Regions from separate parts of the Gasterosteus aculeatus genome. Here region 1 is linked to region 2. A link is a contact called in public Hi-C data. All regions are on one chromosome and are shown on one strand. Each heading gives the region's core, a stretch centred on a gene start, on an enhancer-like site or on the middle of the called end of the contact. The rest is flanking DNA. Distances are from core to core; before and after follow the strand shown.

What was found. Hi-C and Micro-C count contacts between places; a contact is called where the count stands out from the background.
Region 1: a contact with region 2 is called in a Hi-C map of liver, with 6 times the contacts expected there. The contact joins the promoter of lmbr1 here to the enhancer-like site in region 2. A contact is called at or near these places in 5 of 6 Hi-C or Micro-C datasets (liver, skeletal muscle, tail fin and 1 more).

Annotation. Positions count from the first base shown.
Region 1 is chr21:16,712,939-16,718,611 of fGasAcu3.hap1.1, reverse strand. It overlaps lmbr1 (limb development membrane protein 1), which reads left to right and starts at 2,920. Exons shown (of 18, transcript XM_078095947.1): 1 at 2,920-3,144. The coding sequence starts at 3,082. It overlaps nom1 (nucleolar protein with MIF4G domain 1), which reads right to left and starts at 2,913. Exons shown (of 11, transcript XM_040166862.2): 1 at 1,663-2,913; 2 at 1,453-1,586; 3 at 878-1,073; 4 at 42-365. The coding sequence starts at 2,607.
Region 2 is chr21:16,631,277-16,637,433 of fGasAcu3.hap1.1, reverse strand. It overlaps rbm33a (RNA binding motif protein 33a), which reads right to left. Exons shown (of 19, transcript XM_040167756.2): 19 at 3,997-6,157. shha (sonic hedgehog signaling molecule a) reads left to right here. Exons shown (of 3, transcript XM_040167762.2): 3 at 703-2,464. The coding sequence ends at 1,382. Among protein-coding and RNA genes, the nearest start is that of shha, 9.2 kb to the left of the region's middle. Within about 2 kb of position 3,148, at least 7 of the 9 cell types and tissues checked have open chromatin away from gene starts, as enhancers often do. A contact at or near this core is called in liver, where this site is marked.

The DNA.
Region 1 (5,673 bases), core at 1,671-4,170, 81 kb before region 2:
AAATTTAAAAAAAAAGGGAGAGGAACTTCTGTTTGACCTACCCTGGTCTGGTCCTGAAACGTGGAGCCCAGGTCGCGGGCCTTGCGCTGGCCCTCCGAGATGAGCTCCTTGAGAGCCAGAGCGTCGTCCTTCCTCAGGGAGAAGCCGACATTCCGCAGCACCAACAGCACCAGTTCGATGTCCTTCTCCGTGAAGGCTCCGACAAAACGTTTGAGGATGTCAACGATGAGGACAGAATGCACCACCTGGAAGTTATAGAGGTGACCCACAATAGCGACCAGGTTGTCGCATTCTTTGCCTTCGGTCGGGTTGTTGTACACTTCGTCGAACTTTCGCACAACAGACTCGAGGAAATTAGCTCCAACCTGGAAAAATCATCAAAATTTACCAATCTACGTTGGTTAATATTCTAGGGAATATGTTAAATGATAATTAATACAGTAGCAAGAGTACTGAATTGAAAAACTACAGATATTTACAGGATATCTTACAAAAAAAGAACCAGCAAATGTATTATGTTAAAATTCCACTATGTGGAAAGCAATCTGTTGGCTGTGGCTAATTCTACTGATGATCCTGTTTGGGGTCATTTACAAGATGGAAAGTCAATACAACAGAGATTATAGTTGAATTACACCTTAAGTGAAGATTTGGATTTAACTTTCCAATTCATTAAGAGAGCATCATCATTCTGTGAAAGTCTGCACAGGCAGTAATTGCCTTAAAAAAGCCTCCAATGAATAATCCATGAGCTACAAAAAAAAAAAAGCCATCCTCCACCTGCGGTCATCGTGAAAAGAATGTCTCAAAAGCCATCAGGAGGTAAAAACTATTCAATGAGGGGCCATTCGAGCACCGAAGTAAGCGGTGCGCTTACCTCGATTCCGATGGCGTGATGGACGATGCTGACGAGCAGGACGTGCTCCATCAGAAGCCGGTCGGGCATCAGGGACGGGGTGACGCAGGCTGCTAACAGCACCTCTGTCAGGGTGTCATTCATGTCCTTCCGGCTGCAGCTCATGTACAGCTCCTCCAGCTGGCCACTGATGGACGCCATGTTGGGCTCAGTCAGCCTGAAGGATTAAACAACGAGTCATCAGGAATCAGGCGTTCCGTATCCTGGTAGGATTAACATGTTTGTGCTTTGGACCGTTCAATGGACAAAACCAGCCAACAACAATTAGTATGAATATTAACGCATAAAATCACAGAAACATATTTTTAAAAAACTTTCATAGGATTGTTGAAATAAAGAAACGCAGCTTTAGCAGAAAAAGCGGCAAACGTGTAAATGCTTAATCGCAGTGTAAACGTGCGTATTATGGGAATGTATTAGCATCAAACTGAGTTAACATCCCTGACGCAGCAAATATCAAATTAATGTTTTCTGACGCACCTGCAAAACACTGTTGAGGGTGACGCGCTACGTCTGTGCTATAGAATAACAAGTACCTGTTCATCAAGCCTTTCACGGTCCTCTTCAGCTTTTCCAGCTCAGCTTTGCGTTTTTCATCTCCGGCGCCTCTTAAGTGAGGCGGCACATACTTGCCCGCTGCAGCGTTGACCTGGACATTAGAACGAGTGTCCTACAATTAGATCCATCGTACAGCAAATGAGAAGTCAGCGCTTCGGAAATAATAAAAGGATCGTTTGTGAACTCACCGTTTCAGAGTTCAAGCCCGACGTCGCCGTGTCTTCAGCGTCAGCTTCTTCCTCTTTTTCACCATCGTTTTCATTGCCGGAGTCAGCGGCATCACTCTCATCCGGCTCAGCGTCCACTTCCTTTTCCTCAACAGTTTCATCGTCAGCATCCTCGTCATCCTCACCGTCGTCGTCGTCGTCGTCCCCATCAACCTCATCTTCGTCATCAAATGAAGCCATCTCTTCATCACTGCCTTCACTCGCCATCTCATCTCCAAGTTTCCCGTCCTCATCGGACAGTTCGGGGTTGTTCTCATCGAGTTTTTCAAAGTTGTCCACGGCCTTCTCCATGTCTTCATCGCCATCATCTTCGTCATACAAGGCCGCGGCCGATGAGCCGGAGTCCAGCACACCGAGGATGTAATCGAGTCCATCAACCGAGAACGACTGAGGGAGGGTCTTCTTGTTTTTCCTCTTGTTTAATCCCAGGCGTCGCTCTAATCTCTTTATTTCCCGGTCTTCCTCTTCATTTGCCTCCAGGAGTGCCCTTTTCCTTGATTGTTGAAGTTTGCTGAGTTTCTTGCTTTTCTTGGAAGACGATGGTGCTTCAGAGCCGTCTGGTTTGTCTGGAACAGAACTGGAGGACTTTGACACTTCTTTCTTCGCTTTCGCCCCTTTCTTCTTCTTCTGCTGCTGTGGATTATCAACTACTATTTCAGAGTTTTCACCGTCGATTTTTTTTTTACCCTCATAGTAACATTTCATTCTGGCTTTTTTATTTTTTCGGGTTTCTTTGCGAAGCTCTTTTCTGCTCTTCTGTTTTACAACCCTCAAGCCTTGGACAGATTCCTCTTCTTCAGTGACACTTTTGCTCTTTAAAAAATCATCAACTGCCACCATGTACTTGTGCAACACAACGTTCGTCTTCTTCTTCTTTTTGCTGTTCTTCTTAAATTTCCCCTTCATCTCTAAAACGTAACTTGACGCGGACACGTGAACTCCACCGGCCGTTACCCTTCTTTCGGAAAATAGCGACAGACACGTAGCGAACAAGCTAACGGTGGCATCCGCAAATGGTTTAAAACAATCTACATACGCAAAGCCCCCGCTGAGAATCCCCCCCTATTTAAAATACATAAATACCACGAACCGCACATGTAGCTCCGTGTAGAAAACTGTTTATGTGACCCACAAAACACGTGAGCATTTGCTTCCAGGGCGCGCCGAGGAGCCGGCGCGCAGTGATGACGTACTTTATTTATGGGCGGGTTTATTTTTTTACTGCACGCAGCGGCGGGTTCTCCGATGTAAACTGTCTCTTAACCAGTCGGGGCAATATTTGCTGGAGGGGACGAAGACACCGGAGTTGTTGCGCGAACCTAACATGCGGTGAATCTAATAGCTCTTTTTTGTCTCTCTCTCGTATTTGCAATATGAAGAATGGAAGAAGACGATGTTTCTATCCGAGAGCAGAATTTCCACAGCCAAGTTCGAGAGTACATCGTAAGTAGCCTACCGGAGCGGCTAGCGGAGGCTAGCAAGCTAACAACGCCCTCTGCTCTGCGGGTGGTGGGGGGGGGCTAGCGTTAGCTTCGCCTGTCAGTGAGACGCTGCAGATTCGCTCCCACTTTACCACGTTTTGTGCAACACGTCCCGTTGTGTGTCCGTCACACGTGAGGTCGCATCTGCTAATTAAAGTTAGCTGTCACGTTAGCGTTCGTGTTACAACTTCGCCAGTGGAGGCGTCGATGTTGGGACAGACCTGTTATGAATACACCTGCGATTGACGGAGGAAGACGTGGACACAATGTCCCAGTGCTCACTCATTCAGGCTGAACGGGGGACTGGGACATCTGCTTTTGAAATCCCTTTCATTTGTAGGCTTTATTTATATTATAACGTTACGTTACAAACAGGTTAGATTATAATATTCATGTTTCCCTGCTCAAATATGTGTTCGGATATTACACGTTCGGAAAATACACGTGTTCGGTTTGATCATCGGTTTGTGTTAAATGCAGACCTGTCAGATGATCACATGATGATTTAATGGCTTTTTCAGTAAAAGGTCCTCTTTGTTCTCATGAGGTCCTGTGGTTGGATGTTGATGATGTGAGTGACTAAACTTTGTGTTTCAGGAAGAAAACATGTTTTGTAATGACGTGATTGGCAGAGGAGGCAGTTTGCTGTGTAATATTATAAGTAAGAAGATGTGTTCTTGTCTGGCAAATGTTTAACCACTGCAGCTTTACATTTAGTGTCCTTAATCTTCCCGTTATGCCACCTGACAATCAAAATATAACAATAAACTCGTGGGTAGGAAACTCTCTGATGATCGTCTTTTTTCTGTGGATCAGTCGACTTAAATGAGAAAGTACAGGGGATAATTTAACCTGGAGTAAATCTACTTGATTACTCTTAGAATAGTAACTATCAAAGGTTTCACCTCTCAGACGAGCTGAACAGCTCAGCTTTGGATGGCACATTTTGTCCTGCTTATCGCTCTGCATCTGACTCCCAGTATCCCGTATCACCATCGTAATGGCTCCTTCCTGTCTCAATGTGAGTCAGATTGATTTCTGTGTGTTATTGTGCGTGCCGGGGCCACTCTGCGTTGAGTTTCATACTTGTTAAACATGACTCGGTGACAACGTGGTACTTTGCATGCTAGACCTGAGTTTTGGTGAAGTGGTTTCTGACGCACCGGCGTCCTGAAGAAGTGTTTTAAGAGAAATCTAGTTAACACGGAATAAAGTGAGACTAGCTGGTGACTCCGTCACTAATGACACCTTCCACTTCCACCTCCACACAAGGACGGAAAATGATTATCAGGCTTTCACGTGGTTTTGGAAACACAAGTTCACTTTGTTGAAGGGCGTGCAGAAGTTGTGACATTCCTGAACCTGAACAACCACTTTCCTAAGAAAATATTTTGACCATTTAGGAGACCGAGTGAAGTAAGTTCTTCCAGCACGCTTTGACAGCATGTTGTAAAAGTGTTGTTGTGGCTAATGACAGGGGTCATGGCCTGGTGTTTAGGTTTCTTCAGCCGTCCTCTGTTAATCAGGTTATCTCCTGTCTGCAGCCTTCAACTGCATTAACTTTTGTCTAACGTGGAAACATCTAAAACCAGACTCCTGCTAAACAGGTCTAATTCTTGAACAACATTTACCACAGCGCCTGAAGTCATTGCAGGAATTGTCAAATGACATAAGTGTCCCTCCCCTGCAGCTCGAGTTCTCACTGCATAAAGCTGTGAAATACTGTCCCCATGGTTGGATGGTGCGTGCAAACCGCTCACAAGCCGTTACATTTGTTGTTACTTCTTTCTTTTCTGTTTCCCGATGGGCAGCGGCGTTGGCCTCCGCTCTGCCTGTGACTTGTTGTTGTTGTTGTATCTTCCTGAACCCCCGTGTTGCGTCTCTGCCAGTCCATCAGCTCCCTGCACATACCTCTGTGTTTCCCCCCCGAGGTCCCAGCAGACCTTTTTGTAGCCCCGGTCTTTAAATCAGCTGTCTTTCGTTTGGAAAGAGGACTCAGGTGATAAGACATACAGCACCATGTCATCTCATGAGCCCAGCTTTCCCAATCCAATGTTGACGGGGTGCAAGGTGCTGAAGCGGGAGCTTCTAACATTAGTTGTGTCACTGTCACAGTAGAAGGGGGGAAATGTGGAATGGGATCCTTCTGCGTGTTTTGAGGCCGCGGTTAGGTGACACATTCCCACGCGGCGGCCGTTTCTGGACCACTTTGCACAAACTGTTGGTCGCATGAGCACGTCATACGTTGGAAAACAATGATTACTATTTTACTTTATGCTGAAATAAATAGGGTCAATTTGAACTTTACGTTAATAATGAAGGATTTCTGTAATAATGAGAACACTTCAAAAAGCCTGAACCACAGGTAGATTCGCTTTTGGAAAGCAGACATGTACATATTTCCACATTGCACAAATCATTTTGGGTATTATTAGACGCACGGGGGGGGGGGTTACAGAATGGTTAAAAGCAAATATGGAAGCACTCCGTG
Region 2 (6,157 bases), core at 1,899-4,398:
CTCCACCAAGGCCAAAATTATTGTCGTCAAGCCTGACAAACAAAGCAGCGAGAGGTGGTGCAAAGAGGGCACATTGATGTTGCACAACAGAAAGCATTTAAGAGTCCGAGCCCTCATTTAAATTCAAATCTACAACTCGAGAGGCTTGGAAAAGTGGCTCCACTGTGTAAATAGTAGTTGTGAGTCGCCCATTTGTGTGAATTGTCACATAGAGGTTTCTGCACCTGAGCAAATATGGGGACGAGTAGCTGGGAAAGGCGTAAGTGTTCTTTACCAAGAGTAGCTTGATCCACAAGCTGATTTAGAATAACAATGCCTGCGCTTTATTGGGTTTTTTAATTAAGAATAGATGAGCCAAAGGCTTTCGGGTTTTCCCGTCTCAGACAACGCGGGGCCCAGCCAATACGCATTTGGCAGGGAGCAGACAGACATCATTATGCAAAATGCATATGGCCCACCATGATGTGTGAAGGCAGGAAAAAATACAAACATGGGCAAAAAAAGGGGGGGGGGAGGTTCGTCAATGGGGCTTTGAGTGAAAGGCACCTGCGATTCGTTATATCGAAGTTCTGAAAGTTATCCAATTGTTTTTTGGAAATCATTTTGCCGTGCACCTGCTGACGACTAAATAAGCATATTTCTGATGTTGTGTGAGATATTGCATTTCAACAACAACAACAACAACACGCTCTTGTTTAACAGAAAACTCCGTGGCGGCGAAGTCGGGCGGCTGCTTCCCGGGCTCGTCCACGGTCACCCTGCAGGACGGCACCAAGAAGGCGGTCAAACACCTGCAGACCGGCGACAGGGTGCTGGCGGGAGACGTCGAGGGGAACCCCACGTACACCGACTTCATCATGTTCATCGACCAAGACTCCACAACCAGGAGGCTCTTCCACGTGATCGAGACCGACTCGGGCCAGAAGATCACCCTGACGGCGGCGCACCTCCTCTTCGTGGGCCGCAACGCCACGGCGGGGGAGCGGATGTCGGCGGTCTTCGCCAGCCAAGTGCGATCCGGGCAGAAGGTGTTCGTGTTCGACGCCGAGCGGAGTCGACTCGAGCCCGTGACCGTGAGACGGATATACACGCGGGAGCACGAGGGCTCCTTTGCGCCGGTGACCGCGCAGGGGACCGTCGTGGTGGACCAGGTCCTCGCGTCCTGTTACGCGGTGATCGAAGACCACGACCTGGCGCACTGGGCCCTGGCGCCCGTCAGGCTCGCCCACTGGGTGTCCTCGCTGCTTTTCAGGTCGCAGCGTGGGGCGAGCGCGCAGAGCGACGGGGTGCACTGGTACTCCAAGATGCTTTATCAAGTAGGAAGCTGGCTCTTGGACAGCCACTCGATCCATCCACTTGGGATGTCAGTGTACTCGAGTTGAAACCTCTACCGCGGGAGCAAAATGAGACCTACGCGTAGGACGCACGAACTATTCAGTAGATCGAATAAAATAATAATAATGATACGACAAAAACAACAAAAAAAATAAAACAAAAAACGAACGAACAAGACAAAGGCCCCAGCGGAGTTGGGATATTTATTTCAGTGACTTTTTCCATGTGTCCCCTTTCAAAGAATGAATGGAGCCTTAAAAAGTTTCTCATTGAATAATTTATTCTCATGTGAACTCGCTGCTGTGACACAAATGGATTCTGAAACGGTGTGAACAGCAAAATGTGCATAATCTATTTTTGTATATCTCAAATGCAAAAACAAAAAAAAAATGAAAAAGAAAAAATGGAAAAGAAAAAATATCGCCAAGAGAAAGAAGAAGACCGTGTAGAAAGGAGCTAAAGTTGACAGGTTGTAATGTTCATATGTGCGTGTATGTGCAACTGACTGTTATATTTTGGGGGGAACAAACTTCGCGGGGTTCCATAAATTATATTTTTATACACAGAATTGTAAATTAGATTTTGACAGATCGCTACCGAATCACATTTCGTTATTTGAAATAGTGTAAGATATGAGAATATATTTTAATTTAAATACAGTAGTTGGGAAAGTATTGAAAAATCTTGTACTGCTTGGTTTATTAAGAATTTTATTATTTTGGAAAATGTTCGTTTAAGTTGTCGGAGAGGGACAGATATTCTGCCTCATGTCTGCATACTCTGCTTTTCTTTTCTGTTGTGTTTCTATTTTTCTGTTTTCCTCTGAGAAAAAAATATTAAATGCAGATTCTGACAATTCAGTAAATGTTAAAGTAGTACTGAAACAGTTTCGTTAAATAAATTAATAAGTAACTCATGTAAATGTACTAAAATGTATTTTTCTTTTCATATTTTGTAATAGGGAAATAGTTTTATAGAAATGACCTGCGGCAGATGCAAAGTTTGGATAGTCTATATAGCCAGACCATACAGTTAACTTTCATAACAGGGCGATGCGTCAACAAATGTCTAGAGTTTATTATTTATATGTTTATTACAAAATGAGATAAAGAAAATCTTCAAACTTGCAGTTGTTACATGTCTTTGTCTACCAGCACTATGCACAAATGAAGGTATTAAATTAGTTGAGACAGCTGACTGATAAACTAATTGTTTTGCGATTTTCAGTCTGATCCAGCTGTTATTATTTCTGGGCGGTTATAATTAACATTAAATAGTTTTACGCCGTAATTGAATGAGCTTAACCACAAAAGACGACACACAATTTTACCCACTTCGCTAGTCGTTTTCCTTTTCTTTTACAAAAAGGAGAAATCGCTGCGCTTTGAACTACCTTTTGCATGCTTGCGAAATGTTGAGAGCCCATGTCAGATTTAACGAGGTTTGCCCTCCGCAAATAACTCCTAACTTGCAGACAAAATTAAACACAAGCGTGTTTGTTGGCTCCTAAAAAGGTGCCGCTCGGGGTCTGCTGGTCTGAGGTCAGATTGCTCCATCAGAGACGGTCAGTCGGTCGCGAGGAAAAGAAACGCGGGGCTTTTTGTCAAAATCACAGCTTGGCAAAAACATTCGGCGGCCTTTAATCGCTTTAATCCTCCGGTATTTTCACAGGGACGCACAATGTGCGCGTAGCACTTAACGGCGAGGTTATTGGTCATTCTTGGTGACCTCTTGATGGGTTCCGTGGTACTGAAAGGGTCTTTCTAACGTGGATGACGGGATCAGCTTCTCCCGCTAACGGCGGTTTTTGGGTTGAACAAGTGCGACCCCGCGCGGCGGAACGCGAGTACTGCCGACGGCTCCGCGGCGAGACAGCGCGCAGGACACGCTGCTTCTATATGCGATTTGAGTGAAATCAGGTCAGAAAAGGAGCTGAGAGCCATAAGTATATGTATCCGTGTGAAGTGCCTTTCAAGGATTTAGGATTTAAACTTGTATATCTGGCGAAAAATAACTACTAAAATATATTAAAATGCACAATATTACATTTTATTCAACCGAAATCCCTCAAAATGATCATCCTCCCCAGGCAGACTTGGCAGAAGGGGAAAAAGGATCCCTGAACCGGAGTTTCTGAGCACTGCAGCAACATGAGCAGGAATTCCACTTCCTTCTCCCACATTGTGTTGGGTTGTTGATACTGTGAGGTGGAATCTTCGAGGAGGGACAAAGCGGGCCCATCTCTGCCGGCGCTGTGACCTTGGGTCCCTGGCAGATACAAAAGCGTCCGCGCAGGGCAGCATTCCTCAAGGCAGGTAAACAGAGCCTCCTCTAATCCCTCCGGGGGCCCTCAGTCTGCTCGGGCTCAACAGCGGCTTTTACAAACGTTGACATTCGCAAACATGAGCGGACCCGGCATGCTGGGAAAAACAAAACTGGGCCGTTTCTAAGAGAGTTCTGCAAATGGCAGCGCGGCGTTCCTTCCCAGGCAACATCGACCCTCCTCAGGGCGTAGGTGGTTCAGCCTGGGGTTGGAGGGGGGGGGGGGGGGGGTACATTTTACTGGTCCAACCCAAAAAAACGACGGGTTTTTGGTTGTGAAAAAAGAATTTAGATAATTTAACATACGCCTCCATCTCACAATAAAGACAATACCATTGCTGCATGTATCCAAATATTTATTTTTCTTCAGTTTTCTCGTATCAACTTCAACACATTCCGTCTCTCAGAGAATGATTCCCTTTCTCAAACGTCAGATCTTTTTTTTTTTTTTTACATCACATGCTTCACAGTTTCAGAACATGAGTGAGAAGACTTCAGAGTTTTCCAACACAAAACATTCCTTCATGTTATACAGCAGATTGTGAACACACATGACCGGGTGGATTGTCAACAAGTCCGGTGAACGTTGGATTGTCAGTGATTATTTTTTGTTGATATGATGAAACCACTGCAGTGTCTTTTTTTTTTTTTCTTCCTTTTTTTTTTTAAAAATCCAACCAAACAAGCCATGTGAAGAAGTCGGGAGGAGCTTTTGGTGGCGTGAAAGCCGTAAAGCGGCTTCAGAGAGTCACGCGTGTGCTGTGTGAACGCTCCCTCCACCGGGGCCAACACACGCGCGCACACACACACACACACACGCACGCACGCACGCACACAGGTAATCCAGGCAGGGCCACCCGGCTCCACACAGGAGTCCCAAGTTCACTCAACAACGCGGCCGCATCAAGGAAAAGAGCAGCGGCCGGTAGGAGCGCGATGGCGGTGGAGGGAGAAAAGCGGCAATGGAAAAGGAAATGTGGCAACATGTATTAAAGCTCGAGTTAAACAAAAAGAATTTAGCAAAAGAACCTTCGGTCCGAGGCCGAAACGCCTCGCCCGCCTGTGGAGGAACCTGAAGCGTTAGGTGAGCGAGTTACGGTGACACGGCGGCGTCGTTGGGCGGCGCCTCTCAGCTCTGGGGAAAAATGAAGGCGTTAATACGAGAGCGGGAGGTCACGCCTCCGGTGACGTGTTGCGGGACTGAAACCCCCCCCCCCCCAAAAAAACAACAGGCCACACGTGAAATGCTCGGACCATGCCGCCGGCTGGGAACGCTTTGGATTCAAAACCAACACAGAAGCCTGGAGCCAGAAACTGCAAATCACCCAACTCAAATTCCAGAAGTCGGGGCTTTGCCATAGCGACAGTCTCATCATGCACGGATTAAACAACAGACCAACAGCGACATTTGAGTTGGGAAGAGTCGTAGTTCCAGTTCATAAACGGGCTCGGTAATAAAATCACAACCAAATTGAGTTAAAACGTGCGACACCTTCGGCATGGTCCTCTCACCGAGCAACGGCACCGATGAGGACATGTGACACTACGTTGTTGCCGGGGATTTGATCTGAGAAAAGAATAAAAGTGATTATTTTAGCGCAACTCTGCATTTCCAAACGGACCTGTAAGAGAAAGTATAAGTTATGTGAAAAACCCAAAAGGCTCGTGTTGCGTGTTTGAAACAGAGCTCCAGCAGCCGTAAGAAAGACCCACAGATGTGTCAAGTGTCTCTATTAATCAAATATTAAATACTCTACTGCAACCACATGATGGGATGTGATTGGATTAACGGTTAATTAGCCTGCTGTAATGCAGGACGTAATAAAAGCAGCATTTTCCTACCAGGAAATTACGATGAGAAATAGATCATGTCTAAAAATTCAAGGTACATGTACGTACGAAAATTCTTAAAATTAAGGTACAAAAGATTCAATATGAATCTGCTCTGTCGTTACAAGAACAGGTGTCTTGTAGTAAGATAAATCAACACCGGCACTGCCGGTACGCTTTCAAATCCACAGGATTCAGTACAACACTCAAAAGACATCAAATACACAGCGAGGGAACAAAGAGCTCTACATCATTTCAACTCAAAACAAAAAGGAATAAAAACATACAGAAGACAGTTCAGAACAAATGCACCACGTACAAAAAAAGAAAACCTCATGTTTTACACTAAGAAAGAAGGAATTTTAGGAGTTTAGACACTTTAAAAACAGGCAGCACAATTGACCCAACAATTGCGACGCTTCAAGCATTCGGAGAACCTGGTGACCATCACCAACGTGCTGCTTCCTTTGAAAACCTTCGCCACTTTCAAGTGGCGGCTAATTCAAGGAGAACACCATGAAACGTATGAATTGGATTCACACATGCAGTCGTGGTCAGTGCCCCCCCCCCCCTCCCACCCAGGTCAGGTACTGGTGAACATGAACAACTCTTACCGAAGACTTAAAACCAGAGAAGTTAATCTGTGATGTCATTCAGATGCACAGCCGGG